2 separate regions of the Sus scrofa genome follow, and region 1 is linked to region 2. Evidence: chromatin contacts called from public Hi-C data. All regions are on one chromosome and are shown on one strand. Each heading gives the region's core, a stretch centred on a gene start, on an enhancer-like site or on the middle of the called end of the contact. The rest is flanking DNA. Distances are from core to core; before and after follow the strand shown.

What was found. Hi-C and Micro-C count contacts between places; a contact is called where the count stands out from the background.
Region 1: a Hi-C map of liver shows a contact between it and region 2, with 1.6 times the contacts expected there. The contact joins the promoter of SPRYD4 here to the promoter of APOF in region 2. A contact is called at or near these places in 2 of 5 promoter capture datasets (fetal liver and liver), 24 of 47 Hi-C or Micro-C datasets (alveolar macrophages, blood, brain and 12 more) and 2 of 2 datasets of contacts at active chromatin or transcription factors (alveolar macrophages and skeletal muscle).

What each region holds. Positions count from the first base shown.
Region 1 is chr5:21,802,606-21,806,006 of Sscrofa11.1, reverse strand. It overlaps SPRYD4 (SPRY domain-containing protein 4), which reads right to left and starts at 1,662. Exons shown (of 4, transcript XR_002344303.1): 1 at 1,508-1,662; 2 at 431-1,140. It overlaps MIP (lens fiber major intrinsic protein), which reads left to right and starts at 1,043. Exons shown (of 6, transcript XM_021092895.1): 1 at 1,043-1,173.
Region 2 is chr5:21,758,666-21,762,381 of Sscrofa11.1, reverse strand. APOF (ovarian and testicular apolipoprotein N) reads left to right here and starts at 1,629. Exons shown (of 2, transcript NM_001003925.1): 1 at 1,629-1,706; 2 at 1,849-2,712. The coding sequence starts at 1,869. The coding sequence ends at 2,633.

The DNA.
Region 1 (3,401 bases), core at 413-2,912, 44 kb before region 2:
CGTTAGAGGTTTACAAATTAAGGCAGATGGACTCGGGGTGAGAAGAGCTACAGCTGTGTGGGGCTGAGAGTCTGTAACATTGAGATATAGAAAGGAAGGCTGTTAACATTCTGACACAGTCTGTAAAGCACTTTCTGAGGGAGCCAGAGCCCAGACTCTGTGTACTGTACAGAAAGGGCCAAGTCATTGACTGCACCACTCCTTCAGCCAGAGGTAGAAAGGATTTACTCTGGAGAGATTCCGTAGAGCCCCCAAAACAAGTTATGTGTGGGCAAAGGGAGGAAGAGGTAGCACAGTGATGAATAAATTCTAACAAAGCTGAAAGGTAAGACTCCAGGACTGAATACAGTCTGAGAAAGTACATTCATGGTAGCCTAGGAAATTGGCAGTAGTTTGGGGGAGGGGAGAGGGTGGCTGGCTGTATGCCTACCTTTCACAGGACGGGAAACAAAGACGACTGAGATATTGCACAGAGGACCTGTCACTGAACTAGTGACAGGTGGGAGCTGGTACTTGCTTGGGCCACAATTAAAAGGTTTCGGACACTTTTTGAGCAGGAGGCTGGCCAAGAGCATGATTAGGGACTTCAGTGATGGACATATTAGAGGCCTTCTGGTACCTCAAGCCCTGAGTGAGTCAGCAGTTCTCCATCCCAAAGGGCAAAGGCAGGCACCACTGGACCCCGGAAATCTGTCTGTAGTGTATGGACCACAGCAACCCGGTTCACATCCACCAGGCTCAGCTTCTGGGCCTCATACTCCAGCAGCAGCCCCACCTTCTCTGGCTGCCCAATGCCCTCAATAGGGGCCTTCTCGTTGGCCAACATGGTGTGCCACTTGCGCTGGGCATAGGTGAACACCCAGGAACGGTCGTCAACACCGATGCAGCTATCCCGGGACATGTCCACATCTGCCACTCCTATCCGGAATTGCTGTGAGCGCTTCACTGTCACCTCCCAGTAGTGTCTGCCACTGGTGATCGCTGTGTCTGCCAACACCACTGCCCACTCCCGGAAGCGCTCCACATTCAGGGCCAATTTTGTGGGCTCCAATCCCACCATGCCATATTTGACACCTGTGTCACTTTTGAAGAGGGCCAAGCTGCTGTGGGCTGTCTTTTCTTCCAGTTTGAAACTGACGCCTGCCGGGCAGAGAAGAGAAACGGGATAATGAGGTGAGCTAGAACTCTAGAGCTAGCGACATACACATATTCTGATCTGAAGCAGACAGTCATGAGATTACCAGGAAACGTGAATCAGAATTTCAAGCGAGAACGACAGTGGGGGCACTTTAGTATGGATAGCCCAAGAAGCCGAAAAGCTTGGACTGGGAAAGCCCTAGAATTTAAGGAAACCAGAGAAGGTCCCAAGTTTGGAATCTCAAGACCAACGCAGATGGGGGAGGGGAAACGAATCGAAGGGACTGGAGTTGTTTCTCTGAGCAGGCTCTAAGAATAACAGACCGAAACTACCTTGGAAGTGAAAGAGAATAAAAGGGGGTAATCCTACCTCTGCGGGTTTCCGCGGCAGCAATCCCTAACCTTTTGGCTCCCCAGCGGCACAGGCACAGTGGACGTGCAAAGGGCAGCGCCATCTTGCGCTCCGGATGAAGAGGACACGCCCCCCATCTGAGACCCTGCTTTCCTCCCGCGGGTTCCCATCACACGTTGCGCGCAAGGGGCGTCGCGCGGTGTGATGACGTAGGGGAGCCAGCGCCTGGCAGGGAGCCGCCATTTTAGTGAGTTCTGTTTGGTTTCACCCGTGCTTGGTCCAATTTATAAAGTTTTTCTGCAGAGAGGAAAGCTGCTCACGTTTTAACTAAATAGGATCTTTAGAAAAAGGATGTAGCAAAATGGCTAGACGTACAGATCTTAGAATTAAACAGTAATTAGGAGTTCCCGTCGTGGCTCAGTGGTTAACGAATCCGACTAGGAACCATTCAGTTGAGGGTTCGGTCCCTGCCCTTGCTCAGTGGGTCGACGATCCAGCGTTGCCGTGAGCTGTGGTGTAGGTCGCAGACGCGGCTCGGATCCCGCGTTGCTGTGGCTCTGGCGTAGGCTGGCAGCTACAGCTCCGATTCGACCCCTAGCCTGGGAACCTCCATATGCCGCGGGGAGCGGCCCAAGAAATGGCAAAAAGACAACAACAACAACAAAAAAGAATTAAGCAATAATTGGATTCGAACCCGGCTCCTCTGTTTGGCTTTGGGCAAATCAGTTAACTTCTCTAAGCCTTAATGGTTTCACTTGTAGAACAGAAAAATGTCTAGCCGTCAGGCCCTAGTAAAAATTAAACCAGAGAACAATCTAGGATACATCTTGACAAATAGCAACCACTGGGTAAGTGGTTGTACTAATAAATACTGAGTACTATAAATGTTGGTTTTGTGTTTTCAGCGCTGGCAATGGAAGGTTTAACAACAGAGAAATATCACTATTTTGGTTCAGAATGGAACTTAGGAGATGGGTGATTATGGCGGGCCTACATTTTTAACATTTTTATTTTCTTGATATTCTACATCCCTGCGTTTCAGACTGTTCACTTCAGGTGGGAGAGCCCCAGTTTCCTCAAGATCTCAACATTCTGCTGGCCAGCCCAATAAAATTTCCCTGCTTTAGCATTACAACCACCCATGCTGTGGATATGTCCCTTGCTCAGGCCACTGTTATCCTTGATATGAATTGGGGCTTTTTTGTTTTAAATGTAACCTGGGAGTTCCTGATGTTGTGCAGTGGTTAAGGATATGGATTGTCTCTGTGGCCCAGGTCCCTGCTGCAGATCCCTCCTCCAAGGAACTTCCATATGCTATGGTGCGGCCAAAAATAAAGCTAAATAAATGAATGAATGTAGTAGCTTATAAACTGGTCTCCAGTTTCCATCCGACTGCTTTAATCCAATGTCCACACTACAGAGTGATTTTATGTCACAAATCTGATGATGCACTCCTCTAACTAAAATCTTTCAATGTATCTGCACCAAATTTGCTGGCATTGTCATAAAGCTTTACATGATAGGACTGCTGCCTACCATCGTCTTTCTCACCAGAGTCCCTCTTTCAAAGGTCTGCAATCTAGTGGAGAGATAGATGAGAATATTGGCAGCTGCAATCTGATGCGATACAGGCAAAGGAGAATACATTACTCTAACATATGAGGGTGTGTTGGAGAGAGACTTCCCAGAAACCATAGCTATAGTTTGCAAAGCAAAAATGGTTAAGCAGGAGTTCCCATTGTGGCTCAGTAAGTTAGGGATCAGACTAGTGGAGTCCCTATTGTGGCTCAGTGGTTAACAAACCCTACTGGTATCTGTGAGTACTCCGGTTCAATCCCTTGCCTCGTCCAGTGGGTTAAGTTTCCAGTGTTGCTGTGAGCTGTAGTGTAGGTCGAAGACGCAGCTCAGATCC
Region 2 (3,716 bases), core at 380-2,879:
TAGCCTGGGAACCTCCATATGCCGCAGAAGCGGTCCAAAGAAATAGTAAAAAGACAAAAAAAAAAAAAAAAAAAAAAGTTGCCAATGTTGGGAGTTCCCCGGTAGCTCAGTGAGTTAAGGATCCTGTGTTGTCACTGCTGTGGGGCAGGTTCAACCCCTGGCCATGGAACTTCCACATGTGGGGGTGGCCAAAAAATGGAGGGGAAAAAAAAAGAATGTAAAAACAAAGTTGTGATTTGATCTGATGTGCCAATGGATTCTATTGTCCTGTTCTTCCCTCTGTTAAGTCCATTGAATAAGAACTATTTTGGACAAATTTATGGTTACCAAAGGGTAAACAGTGGGGAGGGATAAGTTAGGAGATTAACAGATAAACATAACTATATCTAAAATAAACTATAAGGATCCACTGTAGAGCACAGGGAACTATATTCAGTATCTTGAAATAATCTATAATGGAAAAAAAATCTGAAAAAGAATATATGTGTACCTGAATCACCTTGCTATACACCTAAAACTAACACAGCATTGTAAATCAACTATACCTCAATTTTTTTTTTTTTTTTAAGCTTTTTAGGGCCACACCCACAGCATATGGAAGTTCCCAGGCTAGGGTTTGAATTGGAGCTACAGCTGCTGGCCTACACCACCGCTCACGGCAATGCCAGATCCTTAACCCACTGAGCGAGGCCAAGGATCAAACCCTCATCCTCGTGGATTCTAGTTGGGATTGTTAACCACTGAGCCATGAAGGGAACTCCCTACTTTTTTTTTTTTTTTTTTTTTTTCTTTTTAAAAAAATGTGTTTTTTTGTTTTTTGTTTTTTGGGTTTTTTTTTTGGCCACTCTGAGGCATCTGGAGTTCCCAGGCCAGGGATCAGATCCCAGCCGCAGTTGCAACCTATGCCAGAGCTGTGGCAACACAGGGTCCTTAACCCACTGTGCTGGGGATTAAATATTTGTCCCAGTACTTCAGAGACACCGCTGATCCTGTTGCGCCACAGTGGGAACACCTATACTTCAATTTAAAAAATAAGAAATAAAAAAATGTTAGAGTTCGCGTTGTGGCTCAGCAAGTTAAGAACCCAGTATAGTATCCATGAGGATGCAGGTTTGATCCCTGGCCTTGCTCAGTGGGTTAAGGACCCAGCGTTGCCACAAGCTGTGGCGGTCACAGATGTGGCTCAGAACTGGCAATGCTGTGGCTGTGGTGTAGGCTGGCAGCTGCACCCCCAGTTGGACCCCTGGCCTGGGAACTTCATATGCCACAGATGTGGCCATAAAAAAAAGAAAAAAAAATTTTACAAAAACTATTTTAAGGTCTCCTTCTTATCTGGAAATCATTGGCATTCCCTGTCTTTCACCTCCCACTTCCCCAGAAGACAAAGGGGAATTTTTCCTGGTCTAAATTTTGGTGTAGAGAAATCCTTAGGGTGAGAGGGATATGGGGCAGGAAAGGCAGTATCCACAGAGGGAGAAACCTGATTTCAGCATGGGGGCAAAGGTGAGGTCAAAGCCTGAACCAAGAAGAGGCAGATAAATATTTGTGAATGTTATGTCTTTCGCTGTTATTAGAGAGGTCAACTTTTTTGGCTGGGGTAAAGGAAAAGTCCGATCTAGAAAGCAGTCATTTACATCAGGGAAGCACCAGGGCAAAGGACGTGTTTAGACCATCTCATTCCTCCGGCTTGTTTTTTTCTGGAGCAAGTGAGTATCTCCCATGGCCTATAAGATCTGATATCCAGGGTGACTGAAGTTTCCGAGTGCTAAGCCACTTCTCAGCTTTGACCAGTCCTTCATCCCAAGCCTTTCCCCACTTCTCAAGCTGAGCACTGCTTCTTTCCAGCAGGGCTGTTTTGCAAACCCACCATGATCCAGACTGAGCTGCTCTTTTGCTGTGTCTTGCTGTCCTCGGTGACTGCCTTTCCAAGAAGTGCCCAAGAAGGGGCCCTGACCTTCCAGCCACCTTTCACAGAAACTGGGGGTCCTCTGGACATGCTCTCCAATCAGATCTCTCTCCCAGATCCCAAGATGTGTCAGGATCTCTTGCACGTGGTCCCCTCCTTAGCCCCTCTGCCTGAGTACCTATCCAACTTAGCTCTGGAGGTGGCCCTGGAGGAGGTCGGCTGCCTGACTGAGGCCCACATGCTGGAACTTCAGCTTGTTAAGATGGGAGGAAAGGACACCACTGAAACCCTCATCCGTGAGAGCAAAAAGCGCAATGAAGAAAAAGGGATCAACGATGGTGAGATCATGCTGAGGGGTCTAGAAGGATCCCCGGGGGAGCTTAGGCGGGTCCAGCGCTCAGTTACCCTTCCTGAGGCATGTCAGCAGGAGGGTAGATGGGTGCTCTACGAGCTAGCAGAACTGATAGGTGAGTTTGCTGAGAAGCTCCCTTCCACTGAGCTGGTAAGAGAGTTAAAGACAGCTGCTGTTGATGTCACCCAGAAGTGCACAGATGAGTCCTGGCAGCATTTGGAAGCAGTAGGCAATCGGTTGATGAAAAACCCTGAGACCAAAGATTTCACAATGCCTATGGACGATCAGATATACTTTGTCAAGCGTTCTGTAGCCATTCTGGCACGTGTTATACTGGAATTCATACAGAAATATTTCCAGGAGTTTTTTGGATAGGGAAGCCCTCTGAGGCATCATATTTCCTTTCTCAAATGTCTCTAAAAGACATGTGACTAGAGTCAGCTTTGCTAGCTCTCTTAGTTGGTCCTAAGCCTATTTTTTCTTTCAATTTCCCTCTAAGTTGTCAAATACTGTGGGTGTATTAGGTACTAGACTTGAGGGATATTGTAATCTTTCACCATTCATCTACCTTTCTAGTTTCCCAACTGGATGCTACACCTTGCTTATGTTAATTTTTAAACTGAAAAAAGATTAAAAGTTGCTTCTATATCAGAATCACAGTTAATTGGTCCTTTTTTTTTTTTTTTTTTTTTCTCTTTTTGCCTTTTTCTAGGGCTGCTCCCATGGCATATTGAGGTTCCCAGGCTAGAGGTCTAATTGGAGCTGTACGCCAGAGCCACAGCAACGTGGGATCCAAGTCACGTCTGCAACCTACACCACAACTCACAGCAACACCAGATCCTTAACCCACTAAGCAAGGCCAGGGATCGAACCTGCAACCTCATGGTTCCCAGTCGGATTCATTAACCACTGTGCCACGATGGGAATTCCTAATTGGTCTTTCTTAACTCTGGGTCTCCACCGCTTCTTTTGTGATCTAGAGATGGAATGTGGCTGGGACATGCAGGAAGTGCCAATGTCTTTTGAGGCTGAGTGTGACAAGGGATTGGAGTAGTCAGTACAAATGGGAAAATATTTGTAGAGGTCATGTCTCTTGCAGATCATTGGGGAAAGCAACCATCTCCCGTGCTCATGGGACAGACAGCTGGGCAGAGTGGGTCTAGGTCTACCAGAGCAGTCTCCCATACCTGCAAGGAGTGGGGCCACCATGAGCAAAAGTCTCAGGTGATCTCAATGGGGGGACCAAGAAGAGCACTCAAGTCCTATTCCCCATCCCGTGGCCCCAGACTTAAAGGAAGAGAGACTAGGAGCATATGGAGGTTCCCAGGCTAGGAGTCTAATTGGAGCTATAGCCACCTGCCTACACCACAGCCACAGCAACGCTGGATCCTCAACCCACTGAGCAAGGCCAGGGATCGGACCCACGACCTCATGGTTCCTAGTCGGATTCGCTTCCTC